2 separate regions of the Mus musculus genome follow, and region 2 is linked to region 1. Evidence: chromatin contacts called from public Hi-C data. All regions are on one chromosome and are shown on one strand. Each heading gives the region's core, a stretch centred on a gene start, on an enhancer-like site or on the middle of the called end of the contact. The rest is flanking DNA. Distances are from core to core; before and after follow the strand shown. Region 1 holds the start of Igbp1 (immunoglobulin (CD79A) binding protein 1). Region 2 holds the start of Dlg3 (discs large MAGUK scaffold protein 3).

Region 1 (2,648 bases), core at 98-2,597:
AGGGCTATGATTAATTCAGGATGCTAGACATCCCAGCCTGTATGCATTCTGAACAGAATTGCTCAGTAAATAGTTCAAGATATTGTGTACTTTTGAAATATTTACCCCATACAAACAGCATTATGCAGTGACATGGAAAAGGTTGTGGTATACTTTGATCAACCTAATGGTTAGAATAACACTGCTACTAGTGATGACCCTAAGGTGTGTGTTGAGGGGCTGGGGGGGTGGTCCTGAAGTTTTAGCACAACCCCCTCAACAATGGCACAAAGGCTTGTTAAGATTCAGGAAAGTTTGCTTTCACCAGGGTCTATGTTCATTAAGAACCAAGAAAATAAAATACACTATTCTGTAGTACACACACACACACACACACACACACACCACACAAACACATGCACCCCCAACTACAGCCCTCAAATTACAGCCATTGACCCACCTCTCTATTTTAGCCTGTCTTTGAGATGCCATAGCAACGAGATTTGGATAGGCCATGGAGGAGCTAGCAGTATTATTTTCAGCTGAGTTAGTCTTGGTTTGGGGTAGCTGAAACTCTGCCACATGATAGCAATGACACTGAGTTAAGAAATGTACGAAGTGTTCTCGAGCCCGCTGCAAATGATCTAGACGCTTGCTGGGGTTGACTTGTTTCATGGTGAGGGCTCCTTGCAACGCTGGCACCATCAGGTACTTCAGGTCGGTGGAAGCAATCTCTTCCAGATCTTCATTTCGGCTGCAAAGAGCAAAGAGGAGGCCGTGAAGCCTGGTTGAGCATTAAGCCGTGGCCCCTGCTTCTAGGGAAGAATAGGGCTGGGAGAGAGTGGTGCAAAGACATTGGCCAGATTAAAAAGAAAGTGGCTGAGCTTGCATACCCAAGGACCAGGCAGTCAGCCGTACACGAGGGAGCATTGTTCTGGGATATTAAGCATCTCAGAAGAAAAGTGGAGAATGGAAAGAATGTACACGGGTGAACAAGTAGGAACCGCGCGGTTTTAGCCTTAAAGGTCCTTTCCACCCAAGTGCAATGGCTCTGCCCTTGCTAGCCATTCCTTCTCTGCGGTTCCTGCCCTCTCCCCCGTACCTGAACAAATCAAGCTGCGATAACATTCCAGCAGCCTTCTCAAGGAGTTCTAGTCCTTTGGACACCTTATCCTGGATTGTTCGGGAGCCGGTGGGTTCAGTTGCTACTTCCACGTCCTCCAGAAGTTTTTTGCTTGTTTCAAAGAGCTCCGGAAGCCGCGGCAGCAGTAACTCGTCTTCAGACGCTGCCATCTTGTGGAAAGAAAGAAACCCGGAAGAATTTCTACCGAAGTCAAAGGTAAACTCCATAAAGACGAGCCCTAAAGCTCTCACGACACAGGAAGCAGTAGTGCATTGGCCAGCGACTTGTTACCAAAGCTTCCCAAATGACTTCTGGGAATCGCAGTTTTCTGGCCCTGGCAACCGTTTCCAGGGACTCATTTTCAGCCAGCCGCTTGTTTTAAAGTCGTCTGTGCTGTTTTACTAAAGATGGGCTCCACGTGGCCAGAAGTGGACTTGCAAGTTCCTAGTACTCTGAGGCACAGGAGTGGCGGGGCTGATTTCCAAACTCCAGCCAGCGTGAGTAGGCGAACGTGTTCCATGCTTGGAGAACCACGAGCCTGCTATGCCAGAGAAGTCAAGTCGTTCCCCCAAGGAAAGTCCTGCTAGTCAGCGGCCACTCTCTCGGTTTCCGGGTCTGCTTACCCTAGAGGACGTGAAGTTGTAAGTCGCGCTCTCGATCAATGCCCACCCACCGCGCCACAACCTTCTGTCCCCTATACACTCGAACACCCTTTGAGCCAGCACCCTGTGAAACCTTTCTCTTTGATCAGGAACATTTGAAAACTTGCAACTCCTATCTACCAACAGCCGGCTGCCTTCCTTTCTTGGAACTTTCTTTCCAGGTCACACTTCTATGCAGTCTTTGGTTCTCTCCCCATATACTGTGCCTTTCACCTCGCCGTTCGGATTTCTTCTGTGCACGCATACAGCACGGACCACACTGCATTAATAGCTAGTGTTTTATAAAATCTCCCTTCCAGAATGATTATGAGCCATCTTAGCACCTCCTCTGGCTATCCTTCATACTGAAGTTACCCAGAGTCATGATATATAAATAGAAAAATAAAGCGATCTCTTTGGAAATCAGCTCAGCTTTGCAGATACTAGATGGCTGGCTACCTAGTGCTCAGGTGTGCTTATCTTAAATTTAGATGTGTTGTAAAAGTAAATTACAGGTCAGATTTTGATTATATAATCAAAACATGTAAAAATATCTCAACGCTTTGACTATATGTTGAATGATAATATTTTTGAGACAGGGTCTTTTGTAATCCAGTCTGGCTTTGAAGCGCGATGGCCTTTACCTTCCAATCCCATGTGCAGGGATTACAAGAGCGTGTCACCACATTTGGTTCCTAGGGATTGAACTCAGGGCTTTGTGCATTCTACACAAGCGCTCTACCAGTTGAACCACACACACCCAATAATAGTATTTTAGTATATTCAGTTATGCGTTCTTAAATTTTCTTTGTTTTTAAAAATAGATGCCAACTATTTTTTTTGTTATTATTTTTTTGTTGTTGTTTTGAAACAAGTTCTCAAACTTGCTATGTAGGTAAGGATGA
Region 2 (2,648 bases), core at 105-2,604, 270 kb before region 1:
CCTCGGGCGAACACAGCTATCCCTGCAGCCTCATCGACAGAGACACCTTCACATTCAGAGACACATCCTCACATATCCATGTGCACGTTCACACACAAAGGGACTGGGATGGAGAGGGACTCATGGTATGGAGAGATGACGCTCAGCCATCTGGGCACATGGGTTCTGATACATACATTCACACAAGCTCCATTGCTTTCTTCCACACACCCCAACATACATACAAACACATATGTCCCCCCCACGCAGAGCACCATGCCCCCTCCTCCCCTCCTATGGAGACACACACCACATACAACCCCCGCAGAACCTCCCGCCCCCTGCCAGACACAGAGACACTGCCACCCCCCCGCCCTGCACTGAGACAAACCCAAATCCCCCACACTAGAAAAATGTGCCCCTCCGCCATACCATCACCCCCTGATACAAACAGCTCCTCCCAATCCCCTCCAAACGGAGACCCCCTAAACAGACACACATAGAAGATGTATTTTCAACAGTCTCTCTTTGGTCAGCTGCTAAAGGCTCAGATCCATAGACTTGGAGCCCCAGCAACCTCTACTGCTCCCCAGACTTCCTAGACCCCAATCCCTAGTCCTTTGGGTTGTCCCACCAGCCTCCCCTCCTCCTCATCTGCCGGTCCTTACCTGCTCATACCAGTCCCGGTTGGTACAGGTGCACTCGGGCCACCAGCCGGGGCCACTGCCGTTGAGTTTTGGGGTGCTCTTGCCGGGGACTGGCTTAGGGGGCACTGGCCCCACATCTCGGCCTGTGGGGATGAGCTTGGCCTTGGTGCGAGGGGTGGGGGTAGCCCCTGCCTGTGAAGGCAGGGTCTGCGAGCTGTAGCCTCCATAACCGGAGCTAGCCCCATTGCCCCCACTTGGCCCATAGGGGTCCGGCACCTGCCAGTCCCCGTAGCCAGGAGGCTCAAGACGCCGCAGGGCGGCCAGGCGGGTCACCTCATAGCACTCGGGGCACTTACAGCAGTGCTGGTGCTTGTGCATGGCACTGCCCCCCGCGGCTCGGACCCCCCAGCCCACGCCAGTTTCCACGCCGCCGCCGCCGCCGCCGGGCTCCCTAGCACACTCGCACTGCTCAGACCAAGAAGGAGGGGGCACCCGTGGGGGTGCCCTGGCTGAGCGGGGCCTGGGGCCGGGCGGGCGTCCTGGGGCCTCTGCCCCCACGCTGCCCCGCACCCATGGCTCCCCCTCCAGCACTGGCGGCTCCGTGTCGCCCGTTGTGGCTTCTGGGCCGAGGCCCAGCGGCAAAGAAGAATCGGGCGCCCAGGCAAAGGCTAGGTGCGGCGAGAACCTCTTCTGCTCAGGTCCCCAGGATGGATCTGAGTGGAGTCAAGAGCATCTCTCCCTGGCTCCCTTCTCAATTGATTCCAGCCAATCAGAGCGCAGAGTCAGGCAGCGGCAGCGGCAGCAGCAGGAATGCTAAACAGCGGCTTCTTAAAGGAGCAGAAGCAGAGGCGCCCCCCCACCCCCCGGACTCAGACACATCTCCCCTATTCTGTGGAGTTACTGGCAACCCTAGTCTAGGTGGCTGAGATTTGGGCCACTAGAGAGCTGAAGAGTATGATCCTGCGATCCTGTGTTCTCGTGTTGCCAATTTCAGGCTGTCTTCTGCCCGCTCCACCCCGCCCCACTGGCAAGAGGGAGTTGCAGTGAGATGCTCAATGGGTCCCTAAGCTTGCTCTAAGCTAGGGCCATCAGAAGTAAAGGCAGCAATAGAACCGATCAAAGGGGCATCTGGACAGGGTGCGCGAAGTGCTGCCTCCTGCAGGGGACCAAGGAAAAGGGCAGCATCCAGGTCTGTCAGCGCATCCTCATCAGGACCATTGTTCTTTCATTTCCTAGGCCCTGTAATGAGTATCTCTCACAGTCGACCTTTCTTACATCACCAGTGAGAGACTAACCTCAGAACCGGCAACGAGAGAAAACTATTTATGCCTGCCTCCGACACTTCTGCCTCCACTCCATGGTTATGTTAGGGAAAAGAGGCTTGAAATGTTACGAGGAAAGGGAGTTCGGGTACAAGGAAGTGGTAAGAAAAGATCTAAAGTGAAAGAAGCCAATTCTTTGGTTCTGGCACAGCACCCAGGAATCCCGATTGAAGGAGGTCTCCTTGACTTCTCCTCGCTCACGCTGTTGGAAGGTGGGGAAAGGGTAATCATAAGACAGAAAGAATCTTTTTTTTTTTTTGAGACAGAGTGATCATCCTGCCTCAACTACTTGATTGGTGATATTACAGGTGCCACCCAGGCTAGCTTTTTGTTTCTGTCCTTGTTTTATCTTTAGCAGACAATGACTGAATCGTTACAAAGTCTGAGGTGCAAACAAAAGTCTCTATCAAGGCAGTACTAAAGGTACCTCCATTCTACCAATAAGAACTGTAAGCTCAGCGGTGCTAACACAACTAGGTAGCATAACTGAGAGATGAAAGTTCTTGCCATTTGACTGGAACCCATGCTCTAAACTACTCAGATAAGCACTGTGCTCTAAGTTCTGCAGATTTTAGGTCTCCGTTTCATTTAACAGACATTAATTGAGCACTTACCCGGTGTAAAGCCATCACATGGGTGTTGTGAATAGAGACTTGGGCTTAATTCAACAGATGTTCATGCCAAACACTGTTCTAGAATA

The links. Hi-C and Micro-C count contacts between places; a contact is called where the count stands out from the background.
Region 2: a Hi-C map of cerebral cortex shows a contact between it and region 1, with 4 times the contacts expected there. The contact joins the promoter of Dlg3 here to the promoter of Igbp1 in region 1. A contact is called at or near these places in 1 of 39 promoter capture datasets (the C10 cell line), 3 of 484 Hi-C or Micro-C datasets (CD4 T cells, cerebral cortex and cortical neurons) and 1 of 9 other capture datasets (pancreatic islet).

What each region holds. Positions count from the first base shown.
Region 1 is chrX:100,492,990-100,495,637 of GRCm38.p6, reverse strand. Igbp1 (immunoglobulin (CD79A) binding protein 1) reads right to left here and starts at 1,347. Exons shown (of 6, transcript NM_008784.3): 1 at 1,082-1,347; 2 at 440-733. The coding sequence starts at 1,272. It also overlaps a transcript of Awat2 not described here.
Region 2 is chrX:100,766,428-100,769,075 of GRCm38.p6, reverse strand. Dlg3 (discs large MAGUK scaffold protein 3) reads right to left here and starts at 1,354. Exons shown (of 21, transcript NM_016747.4): 1 at 648-1,354. The coding sequence starts at 1,004.